2 separate regions of the Sus scrofa genome follow, and region 1 is linked to region 2. The links are chromatin contacts, called in public Hi-C maps. All regions are on one chromosome and are shown on one strand. The core of a region is the stretch at or near the end of the contact, and the rest is flanking DNA. Distances in the headings are between cores, read along the strand shown.

Region 1 (6,464 bases), core at 676-3,175, 110 kb before region 2:
GTGATTTGCCTCTTAAGGAATCCTATTATTCCCCAGAGAGTGGGGGGGGGGAAATGCAGGTGTGTGTGTGCTTGTTTTTCTCCTCCTCTAACCTGGAGAGCTGAATTTGGCTACTTCCTGTGGTGGTTGCTATTCTTTAATTGTTGCCATCCTGTTTCAGGCTATATGAGGAACACGATGAAAAATAGAAAAAGATTTGGCAGAACAAACTGTCTTGAATCCAGTGGTTTCTAACACTGGCTGCATATTAGAAGAGCTTGATGAGGGTTTTGTTTTTTTTTTTTTAATCTGGACACCAGGCCCCAGACCAATTAAATCTGAAACTGCAGGACTAAGACCTAGCTAATGAGTCATTTTTAAACCTTCTCAGGTGTTTCCAATGTGTAGCCAAGATTGAGAACAACTATTGCAGCCCGACAGGAGACTAGGATGGGATCTGGAAAAGAGAAGGCAAGGAAGGAATTTTAATCACTACTTTTAGGATTCATTTCCAGCATCGATGCTGGAAACAGCAGTATGAGCTTCATATATACATACACACACACACATATATACATAGATACACACATATATATTTAAATAGAGATGCAAATTTGATTTCTTTAAAAGTTAATAATGTGTGAAATCTAAAATATGGCAGATAAACTTATCTATAAAACAGAAATAGACTCACAGAAATAGAGAACAGACTTGTGGTTGCCAAGGGAGAGGACTGGGTGGGAGAGGGAAGGACTAGGAGTTTAGGGTTAGAAGAGGCAAACTAGCATATATCGGATGCATAAACAACAAGGTCCTACTGTAGAGCACAGGGAACTCTATTCAGTATCCTGCGATAAACCATAATGGAAAAGAACATGAGAAATAATTTCATATTATATATATATATATATATTCTGAGTCACTGTGTTGTACACCTGAAACTAACACATTGTGAATGTAAATCAACTATACTTCAATAAATTAGTTTTGAAGGCATAATTATTGCTGGAAACATTGCTATTTTAGCTGCATGCAAGAGTTATCTGAGGATCAGAAAAGGTTTTCCAGAAGCAAGTGAGCCAGACGTCCAACTGGAGGTAAATACAAGCCTTGGAGTTCAGGACGGGCGGAAACAAGGGTCAGTTTCCCAGAGGTTAGTTAGCTCCCAGGTGTTTTTCCACTGGTGGGACACTGAGGTACTTGTCAAGTAGCAAACAGTCTCCTGGACCCTTTTTGCTGTCACCCATCTGTGTGTTGTTTACAGAACACAAGGAGGCAGCTGTGAGATGAGAGATGGCTGACCACAGCCTGGCAGCAACGCCAGCCTCACTGGTCCAACTGTTTTATTGGCTACTCACATCCAGGGGATGGGATTCGAAACAGACTGTGTCCTTAATGGATCCCACACTACTGCGATTCACGTCAGAGTGAGGTTCAAGGGTAGAAATATTCACAGCCGGCAACCACATCTGGCCTCAGAACATCTTTGTTTACTTTGTTGCTTAGGGAAAATAAAAATCCACAAAAACCAGTTGCTTTGCCTGAAGACACTAGAAATGCATGCTAAGCTTCACTCGGCTGAGTCAGAGCCCTCCAGCATGTATGATCTTTATTATTTCCTTGGCCAGACACGGGCCAAGTTCCCAGATGCAGAGGATGCTTCTAACCTAACTCATTCTCCACCCAAGGCTCCTTCAGTCCTGAGTCATCCCCTCAAATAACTGATTTCTATTCCCCAGAATGAGATGGGTGACTTTTAATCCGCAATTTTCTTCCTCTTCTAACAACTTTTCTCCTCCGTATTGCCACACTTTTTTTTTTTCTTTTGCAATGAGACCAGAAAGTAAATCTGGCATGTTTCTTTAGAAACAAAAAGGCACAAGTGGTGAGCCAGCTATTTTGAGCTGTGAGAGCACAGTTCAAAGGCCACACACCAACAGCACCATCATTCTGCTGATTTCTTACACGCAAGAACCCAGAGCTTCCCTTACGAAGGCAGCTGCCGGAGGCTGGAGCAAAACACACAAAATGAGATTTGAGAGAAAGAGGCCAGCACATCCAAGCCCTCCCCATCTCAGAAACCCAGCTGAGTCCATAAAACACCCCAGGCACGTGATCCACACCGGGAGTACGCCTGCTGGATGGCGGGAAGCAACGTTATTAAGGTCACAACAGGTCCAGAGGGAACCAGCTGGCTGAGATGTTCTGCTAGCGAGTTAAACAGAGACAGGAAACCGCGTGTCTGATACTGTAAAAAAAAAAAAAAAAAAAAAAAAAAAAATCATTTGTCTTCCTGCCAGCTTTAGGCTTGCAAACCAAAGAGGCTGTTTTCATTTAAAAGAAACTCGACAACAATGAGGGAGGAAAGAAAGAAACTTTGTGGCTGCTTGAGTCCCAGACTCAGTGCTCCCAGCCTCCCAGGTGGGGAGCATGCGCCTGCGCTACTGTGGCCCTGCAGGCAGACTCAGGGTCTCAAGGAGCATGTTCTGGGTGATGGGCACTTTCTACTTAACCATGTAGGGTGAACTTTGAGACAGAGTGGTTTCTAGAGTCCTGGTTTCTAATTAGAAATAACTGACATATTTACTGCTCATTCCATCCTGTAAAAAAAGAAAAATCTCATGCAACCCAGAGATGGGCATGTAGTGGAGGGAGCCAAAAGAAATTCAAGCAGGAGCTAGAATCCAGACAAATGGAAGGTCCATAAAGGAACACTGGCAAGCAGGGGTGATGTCAGTGTACAAAATGCATGCTCACATGCTTGCTAGAAGCATAACTCACGCTTTTCTGGTAGTTAGCGTTGCAGGAAGAAATGCAACAACACAACGTGGTCATCTACATCAGGGGTTGAAGCCTTGTTTGCAAATAAAATTTTATTGGAACACTGTCTCGTCCCCTTGTTTACAGATCCAGCAGCAGCTGCAGTGAGGCTCTGTGGCTTGCAAAGCCAAAGATATTTTTGTAACTGGTCCTTTAGCAAAGAAGTCTGCAGACCCCTGCTAGATATGCCTCCGAGTGTCCTTAAGATCAGAAGCAAGTATGTCCTCCTGAGGGGAGAAAACGTTCCAGGGCAGAGAACTGACTGAAGTTTCTCCCAGCTCCCTCAGCAAGGTGATGGTACAATGCAGAGAAGAGTTTCCTCAACGGTGCACTTTCCAGTGAGTATGTCCCTCGGATTCACAGGTACCAAGAGAATGGATGGTACCTACACACCAGTCAGCTGAAGGAATTTACTGCAAAGTACCTCCCTCATCTGACAAAACCCAAAGAGGAGGCATTTGAATCTACCAGAACAACAGTAACTATTTTCAGCTGAAATTTACTGCATATTGCTCTGTGCCTGGAACTAAGTTCCCTACATGAATAAACTCATTTATCCTCACAAAAATTGCACTCAGGTGACTGTGAGCCATGGAGCAGAGCAGTCCTCCTGGGTTCCCTTACCTGCTGCCCTCCACCCAGGTGCCCCTTTCCAGTATGATCTTTGGCTTGGTCAGGTCACACGTGTCTCCTCTGGGCAGTTTCATTTCCTGGGGTTAGACTCCAGCCCCACTCTGGGGCCCTGGAAGGGGTCCCCCCTCGGCAGTTCCAGAGGTGGAATTAGATGCAGGCTCTGCCTCTAAAGCAGTGATTGCCTTGCTTTTTAAACATGGCCCCACCCGAACCACAAGTGACACCAATTCATCAGCATTGCGTGGGTGTGGCCTGGGGCTCACTCAGCACCTCAGACCCACCCCTAGGTGTTTCCAGTGAGTGAATGGGTTCGAGAATCACGAGACCTGTGGGCTTTTACAAGGATAGATGGACACAAAGGCAAGTCTGAATGCCCTCCCCACTCTCCAAGGGCCCAGTGCAGGGAGAATGCCAAGACTGATCTGCTGAGGTTGGGGGTAAGGAACTGCTGTTTTCACCTCTGGAGGGGAGAGGAGAAAACAGAGCTGCAGAGATGTTAAGAAACTCAGACCAGGTCATTGAGCTGTCCAGGAGTTTTCTCTTGCTCTTAAAAGTTCTGAAATAATAAAACGCTTTTTCAATGACAGCTGGTCCTGAGTCTGAGTTCACCTACATCAAGATGCTTTCAGTTCTTTCTAAGGTCCGGGATCATTCACTCTTGGTAGAGAACTGAGGCTGGAGAATTCATGTAACTCCTCCCAACGCACAGAGTGACTAAGTGGGAGAGCTGCAGAGACTTGGGTTCTCCAGTCACCGCTCCCTGTTCTGCCTCAACTTTATGCTGCACTGTCTTCCCACTGAACAAAGAATTGACAAAAAGATGAGTCATCCACAAAAGAAAAAAAAAATCCTATTCAAAGTGAGCATATCTACCCCTGTTTTTCAGGGGGGGAAGACTGAGGTGAATTGGTTCACCCAAGGACAAACAGCTTATCAACGCCTTGGTTGGGATTTGAACCCAGAAAGTCTCACTGGGGAGACCATGATCTTCTCAAAAGATGAGCATCCCGCTGGCTGTCATTTATAAACATCATTCCCCACAATCCCATGAACAGTAGGGCCTTTGGTTGTGCGGCTTGCCTAGGACCTCCTAAATGGTGAGTCTCAGCACAGTTTGCGACAGGTCCTGTTTCTGCAGACTTGCATGGGCCTAAGACTGTTAACAAGCACTCTACCCCCCCCACCCCGCACACACCTGAATGTGGAGAGGTGATGGTATTCCCTGAAATAGAGACAAATTCTCCAACTCTCCTGTGGACAAAAGGTGGAGAACCAACTGTGATCTTAGGAAATTCATGCCACTCTCTAGAAAACCTGGTTTTTTGTCAGTAAAATGAACTGTTGGGGTGAGCCAACTGCATGGGTTTCATTTCAGCACGAAAAAGTTACAGCTCCAACAAGACAAAGACAACAAGTGTTGGCAAGAATGTGGAGAAAAGGGAACCTTTTATGCTGCTGGGGGGAATGTCAACTGGTGTGGCCACTATGGAGAACAGTCTGGGGGTTCCTCAAAAAACAAAAAATAGAACTACCATAGGACCCAGCAATCCACTCCTGGGTATTTATCTGAAGAAATGAAAGCAGGCTCTCCACGAGATATCTGCCCTCCTGTATTCCCTGCAGCATCGCTCATGGCTGGAAAGACACAACAGCAACCTCAGTGTCCATCAAGGGATGAATGGATAAAGACATGGTATGTTTATACAAATAACCAGCTGAGGAGTTCCCATCGTGGCTCAGCAGAAATGAATCTGACTAGCATCCATGAGGACGCAGCTTCCATCCCTGGCTTTGTTCAGTGGGTTAAGAATCCAGCGTTGCTGTGGCTGTGGCATAGGCTGGCAGCTATAGCTCTGATTCGACCCCTACCCTGGAAACCTCCATAGGCCGTGGGTGCGGCCTTAAAAAGACTAAATAAATAAATAAATAAATAGCTGAGTAACAGTGGGCAAGTCCCCTAATTTCTGTGCTTATTTTCCACCATCATCACCTGGGGACAGTAATCTAATTATTACGCTAGGCCTTAAGAGATGTATGTTCAGTGTATTTTCTGTATGTTTCTCAGGTACAGAACATAAAGACGCTCCGATAAGGTGAACAGGACCACAAGCATATAAGCCATCATTAAATGCCGACCTTGGGGAGCCTGCAAGAGGTGAAGATAGGAGGCCCACCCTCCCCCAAACCATCTGCCAAGCCTTCACCATCACTGACAGCATAGCGTGCAGACCAGCAACATGGGTAGAGAGAAGATGATGCAGAGCTGGCATTTCCCTTTGGGGGGGCAGCCTAGGCCTAGTGCCTGTAGAGGCAAAGGAACACAGTGGGATCTTGTTGTCTGAGACTGGGCTGTCCCACGTGTCCATCCTTCAGAGGACTGAGGTCATGGCCTTGGTTAAGTAATAGGAAGATCACCAATACCGGAAGAAAGCAACCACATTTCTAAAACGAGAATTAAAAATCCCAAATGATGACTGCAAAAAGGAATAAGGGAATTTACTGGGAGTCAAAAAAACGTTCTATATCTTGCTTGTGGTAGTAGCTACACTGCTGTATACATTAGTCACAATTCAGTGGACCAGATAGTACCTTTAAAGGGAGGAGTTTATGTAAATTACACATCAATGAATCTGACTTAAAAAAAAAAATCTCTGGAGTTCCCATCGTGGCGCAGTGGCTAACGAATCCGACTAGGAACCATGAGGTTGCGGGTTCGATGCCTGGCCTTGCTCAGTGGGTTAAGGATCCGGCGTTGCCGTGAGCTGTGGTGTAGGTTGCAGACGCGGCTCAGATCCCAGGTTGCTGTGGTCCTGGTGTAGGCCGATGGCTACAGCTCTGATTAGACCCCTAGCCTGGGAACTTCCATATGCCATGGGAGCGGCCCTAGAAATGGCCAAAAAAAAAAAAAAAAAAAAAAAATCTCCGTGACATGCTTTACCAAGTTAGGATGTCCATGCACAGTTCTCTGGATGAATCACAGAGAAGACGATCACGGACCAAGAGGAAGACCTTGTTTACACTATATCGAATTT
Region 2 (6,483 bases), core at 962-3,461:
CAGGGCCTGTTATCTTCCTGGGAGGAACTCCATCTTAGTACTGTGGCCTCTTCCAAAAAAAAGAGCTGGCAGAAAACAATACCCTGCCTGGAATTCACAACAGTTCCTCATTTGTGAAAACAAACAAACAAAAAAGTTCATTTCCTCCCAAATCTTCTCAGGATCCTTTCTCCTGATTTATCTTGTAAAAATCAATTTTCCCATGGCCTTCTCTACTCTTCCATGAGGGAGCCGGCCCACCCTCTCCTAGGTGGAAGGGAAGCCTTCAGGGACTACATTATGTCACCTAGATGTTTCGAGATCAAGTCTGAAAGGATTCAATTCACAGAATTTAATCCATAGACTCTCCATAGAAATTATTTCTGGAAGATAATTCTATAAGTGATGAAACAGTTCTCATTTTGAAAAAAAAAAAGTCTATATTTTCCAGGTTTTTTTGTTTTGTTTTGTTTTTGTTTTTGTTTTTTTTACAGTAAATATTGATTACTCATGAGATAAAGTACAATGAAAGTTAAAAAGTATGGTGGTGTCAGGGTTGTAGCCAGATACACTTTTCTTAAAATTTATCCCTGTTTTCCTCATGCGTTGCTTTTATGGGCTTTGCACTTGCTATATATTGCCTTACTTAATTTTCCCAAACATATCCACTTATGTTGCCCATTCGCCACTAAGACAAAGCCCAGAGAATTAATAAGCTGATCCAAGTCTCAGAGCTAGGAAGAGACAGTGTCAGGATTCCACCATTACTGAATTAAGAGCCTCATTTTTAACACCCTACAAATAGGTAGCAATGCAGGAATTTGAACTCAGGTTTGTCTGATCAAAGTGTATATATTTTAACTACTCATTCCTTCAGACATCTTCCTCAGGTGAAAAACTGAGAAACTGATCAATGTAGTTTCTTTTTGTGGCAATAATTAACATGATGAAAAAAGTGGATTTTTATCCCTGACAATTAAATGCCAGTTCTTTTTCCCAAAATTGATGGATTTTATGGGACAAAATCCTTGGTTATATTCATGACTCTATATAAAAAGGGCCCTTTCTAAAGCCAGAACACCCATAAATTATATCTTCATTTTGAAATTTGTAGGGAAGCTTCCAAAGATACTAAATGAGAAGATGATAAGGGGGAGATGGAACAAATGGAAAACACAGAGTCATAATGTGAACCCAAAGATAAAGCCAATTAACAAAAGCATGAAATAACAGACTTTATGCATTTGCCACTAGCAAATAAGTAAAGAAGAAATGACTTAACATGGTAGTGCCTGATATTCTAAATTTTTGTCAACAGAATTTGAAGAGCTTAATTTTCATTGGGTTACAATTTAATGACCATTAAGTACCCTCTAAGCCAGTTATATTTTGACTTCCTTTGAGTTTTAAAAACTTGTCCCCCAAATCTTTCCCCACCATGCTTATATTTCCCCTCCTCAGAGTTTAGTTTTGTGTTTAAAAAAATCTTCTATTTATTTTCATTCACTTCAGGGTGAGAGACAAGGGTTTATTTCTCCCTTGTGGGGTTCCAGCACCAAGGTCAAGTTTAACTGAATGACTAAAGGAATGACTCTAATGGCAGCAAATATGAATTAGTCCAACTGCCAAGGAACAAATTATAAAACTAGTCATGTGCTTTTAATGCAGTCCCAGGTTTCAATTTTGGAAAGCTGGATTTAAGAATAACTGAAATCAGTGCCTAAAGGCTGATGGAGGAAGAAGAATAAAGTCTTAGCTGTTCTGCCTTCATCATATTAAATTTCAAGCCCCCCATCCTCAGCCTCAATTTCAAGCAGAATTAGCTGGGAAGCTTGAGGATGGCACATTTAGGAGTCTGGGGGAATTGATAAAGAAGGGAGACCCAAACTCATAGGGTCAGATTGTGCAGAGCTGGCTGGGGGGTGCACACTGCCATTTGAGAAATGGCCCCATTTGCCTCTGAAACCCATCAGATCTGGACTGAGAGTTGTTGGATTTTATTATTGTTTATCCCTTGACCTAGAGCCAAAATAAGCCCCTGAACTGAATATTCAGGTTTGCATCTAAGGCATTTTGGTGTCTCCACTGTGGCAAAGGAAAACACTTTTTTTTTTTTTTTTTCCTGTTGCTATGTATATTGGCAACCATCCTATCCAAAGGATTGTGCTCCAAGAACTCTGGAAACACCTGCCAGCAGAAAACTTGGGAGCTTTGTTTAAACAATTGTACCTGCCAACTTTCCAGTACTGTTGACTTTGCAGGACTGAAAAACGTGGACTATTTTAAAACCTGTTTGATGGATAACAGGAACTGGGTCATGGAGATGATGCATGGAATGTGCCTAGAATGATGTGTATCTTTTTATTTTTTTTAATTTAAATATTGCATAGTCTGGGCCTTCTGCAAGGACAGTGCAGTGCTAATCTCCCTCCAGTCCTGAACCCACCATATGGCTGTGAATGGGGAGAATGCTTGGGCTGAATTCAGGATATCTGGCAACAGAGAGTTTCCAGGAAGCACAGTGGTATTTTGAAAGCACCGGGCTCTGTGACACATACAAGCATGAAAATGATGACCTTCAGTTTATCATGAGTATGGAGATTCCTTTTGTAGTATCTTCTCTCACACATTGTCAATCACCCAGTGTGGATACATTTTTACATCTTAGTGAGAAATTAAATTCCAAGTCTGAGTCTTTATTGGACTCTAATCCAACAAATAGTTCCTCTCGGCCTGTAAAATAACTACTACAGTCAATTGCCCAATAGGCAAGATGATTTCTTGGTGTAGAAAATAAAGACATGGGGATGTATAATGCTCAATGGTTGGCAAAACAAAAACAAAACAAAACAAAAAACCATGCTCAGGACAGTAGCACTTAGTGGCATTTGCTTTGACTCCCACAGGCAGTTCATGATTGTTAGTAACTGAGGTGAGCAGAGGAGCTGCAAGAACACTGAGTCCCTACCTGGCAGAGTATAAAGTGGTCCCATTGAACTTCAGCTCTTTCCTTGGCTAAGTGTGACATGGTGAAGTTTTCTGGAGGGACCAGTGCTATTACCCACATGTACACTCACCGGAGGATGCTGGTCTGTGTTCTGTGATTGGAAGGAAGAATGCTGAAAACATCATTTTCAATGTGTTCATCTTCTGGCTTGCCATGAAATTCTTATTATCTTGAGTTATTCCTTCAGATTAAGTCTCGTTAGGAAAGTTACTTTGCTTCTTAGATTCTTATCCATAATGTTAGAGAATTAAGCCCTGAATTGTTTAGCTATCACCATGCTAAGACTTTACACTGAAGGTTAACAGGTCAATTGTGACCCACCTGGCGTTGACTAAAGCAAGTCACATCCTAGAGTCAAGAAGTGTGGAAATACACTCCATCCATGAAGAGGGCATGGCAAAGGTGTGGTACAGGGAGAGAACTGGGGTCAGTAATTCAGCCTATCACAGACTGGTGTAGAGGGTTCTAAGCTTTTGAGTTCTTGTCTCTATAAAAGAGAGTTTTCAAGTACAGTCTGTTTCAGAATCCCCAAATTTAAAACAAAATCTACGACCATTCTGTGGGCCCTCTATGGAACTCTTCAGGCACTGGGTTTCAAACTTAGTGCCTATAAGTATCTTTCTGGGAGCTTGTAGAAATTAAGGTACTGTGGTCTATAAAAGACATTTAGAGATTTAGGGGAACTGAGAAGAGAGTCTAGGAAATACCATTTTTTAATTTTTAATTTATTTTTATTTTTTTTGGTCTTTTTGCCATTTCTTGCGCTGCTCCCATGGCATATGGAGGTTCCCAGGCTAGGGGTCCAATTGGAGCTGTAGCCACCGGCCTACGCCAGAGCCACAGCAACGCGGGATCCGAGCTGTGTCTGCAACCTACACCACAGCTCATGGCAACGCAGGATCGTCAACCCACTGAGCAAGGGCAGGGATCGAACCCACAACCTCATGGTTCCTAGTCGGATTCGTTAACCACTGTGCCAAGACGGGAACTCCTCTCCAGACACTTTTGATGCAAGGGCTTTGTGGAGCCTAGCTACTACAGGGTTCTGAGCAGCATTTCTATTTTGACAGCATGTATAAGTGTCTAGCACTGGTTTACTGAGTCATGTTGTTTATGTCAGCTGAAATATGTTACTTTTCCAATCCCAGTTGATACACATTTGGCAGGGATAGCAAGTCCACAAGCCAATGCAAATACAGGATGTGGAAGAGGAAAGGAGCAAAGACACCTTGTCAAGGTGTGAATACCAATATCTCAGATTTTGTTTACCACTGAAGTCCTAAACAATATAGGTAAATGATCGTCTTAATTATTGTTTCTAGAAGGTCAGAGGTCATATGTAATTATCCCTGGCAGTGGGAAACTCAAGCAAAACCTCAGTCATTTGAAGTATCATTCAATGTTCCACCAGAGAATTGGACAACAGAACCAGTAGGCTGGGATCTTTCTCTTTTCTCTCTGTATCTCTGTCTATCCACTTATCTATCCATCTTTCCATCTACCTATCTTCTACCCTCCATCCATTTATCTACTTATCTATCTATCTATCTGTCTATCTATCATCTATCTATCTATCTACTGACTTTCTCACTTGGCAGATGTGGAGGTTGCCTCTACATATATGAAACATAAGGCTGGCCATCAAGTCAGGAGGGAGGCTGGAACTCTTGAGTAGGATCTGACACTAAAGTCTGCAGGCAGAAGCTCTTCCCAGTCAGAGAAACTTCAGTTCTACTCTTAAATTCTTTCAACTGATTGATTGAATCAGGCCCAACTAGATTATGGAGGATGATCTCCTTGACTTAAAGTCAACTGATTGTAGATGTTAATCATGTCTACAAAATATTCTCACAGCAACACCTGGATTAACATTTGATTGGACAGCTGGATATAATAGCTGAGCCAAACTGACACTTAAAACTGACCATCATAGTTGAGGATTCTTCTTGATTTTTGTCACATTTTTGTCACATTTTTTGCTTACATTCTGATTTTATATATTTTTTATTAAAAATAAAACCCATTTTCCCCTAATTTTAGCTTCCTCCTGGGCAATAATAACTATGAAATTCCTGATTTGACCTATTATTTACGTAGATTATAAAAACAATAAAATTAATTATAACTATTAGAATACCACCTTAAATACTTCACCACACCCTCTGGGAAATGCTAGACTAGTTCATCAAATCAACTGCCAGAAAGCTGTTGATGAGTTTGCTACAAAAAAAGAATGAATTTTAATGAGCAAATCAAGTCTTTGGTCAGTCACACCACCTTGGCATGCAAAATCCGAGAAGATACTTGCTGTTAGAGAAAGCCTTGGTTGGAGTTCCACGGTGGCCAAGTGGTTAAGGATCCAGCGTTGTCACTTCTGTAGTACAGGTTTGATTCCTGGCCTGGTAGGCTCATCATGACATGGGCATGGCCAAGGGGAAAAAAAGAAAGAGAGAGAGAGAGAGAGAGAGAGAGAGAGAGAGCAAGAGCCTTGCTATGTGAGTATTTGAGTGGGGGTGAGATCCCTGTGCAGAGAAGGAAGGATGGAAGGAGGCAAAGGGCTTTCTGACAGCTTCCTGTACTTTTTTTTCTTTTTTTTTTTGGTCTTTTTTTGTCTTTTTCCAGGGCCATACCCACAGCATATGGAGTTCCCAGGCTAGAGGTCTAGTCAGAGCTGTAGCTGCTGGCCTACACCAGAGCCACAGCAACACCAGATCCGTGCTGCGTCTGTAACCTACACCGCAGATCACGGCCTTGCCAGATCCTTAACCTGCCAAACTAGGCCAGGGATTGAACCTACAACCTCATGGTTCCCAGTCAGATTCATTAACCACTGAGCTTCCTATACTTGTGAAGAATAACTTTAGCTACTTGCATTATAACTTTTAGGAAGTCTGTATCACAAAGAACTTGAAATAATTGAGTTCAAATAAAGAGACAGAAGATGACAAAGAAAAAATCTTATCCTTTAAAACCCTTATCATCTAGTGGTAAAGAGGAATATCAAAAGATGATGACAGGAGTTCCCACTATGGTATAGTGGGTTAAGGATCTGGCATTGCTACAACCGTGGGCTCAGGTTGCACCTGTGGCTTGGATTTGATCCCTGGCCTGGCCTCGAACTTCCTTATGCTGTGAGTACAGCAAAAAGAAAGATGATGTCAGACCAGTGGAGCAGTGTAGAATATGCTGCTATAAGTCTGCATAGGTGATGAAGAAGGGGGTGAGGCAGTTAGAAGGGCTGCCTGGAGGAAAGGATGACTAGCTGAGGAGTTAGCCTGGTGAACAGGGCCTCGGTGTTGGGGGTAGGAGGAGCATTCCACATAATGTGGAAGCATGAACAAAAATCACAGACTTGAACTTGCAGTGTGTGTGTGTTTGTGTGTATGTAGAGGATAGGTGCAGGAGTGGATGCAGTACAGTCAAGTATGGGAGTAGCAATTACTGTCCTGCACAATTCCAGGGGTCCCCATTTATAAGGACTTTAATTCTCAATATGA

Evidence for each region. A called contact is a pair of places that touch in the nucleus more often than the background predicts.
Region 1: a Hi-C map of skeletal muscle shows a contact between it and region 2, with 9 times the contacts expected there. The contact joins two enhancer-like sites. A contact is called at or near these places in 6 of 47 Hi-C or Micro-C datasets (embryonic fibroblasts, liver, retroperitoneal adipose tissue and 1 more) and 1 of 2 datasets of contacts at active chromatin or transcription factors (skeletal muscle).

Annotation. Positions count from the first base shown.
Region 1 is chr13:16,829,957-16,836,420 of Sscrofa11.1, reverse strand. All of the region lies in intron 3 of TGFBR2 (TGF-beta receptor type-2), which reads right to left. Among named protein-coding and RNA genes, the nearest start is that of TGFBR2, 49 kb to the right of the region's middle. Within about 2 kb of position 1,925, at least 53 of the 83 cell types and tissues checked have an H3K27ac peak or open chromatin away from gene starts, as enhancers often do. A contact at or near this core is called in retroperitoneal adipose tissue and skeletal muscle, where this site is marked.
Region 2 is chr13:16,717,494-16,723,976 of Sscrofa11.1, reverse strand. No RefSeq gene overlaps it. Among named protein-coding and RNA genes, the nearest start is that of TGFBR2, 64 kb to the left of the region's middle. Within about 2 kb of position 2,211, at least 18 of the 83 cell types and tissues checked have an H3K27ac peak or open chromatin away from gene starts, as enhancers often do. A contact at or near this core is called in retroperitoneal adipose tissue and skeletal muscle, where this site is marked.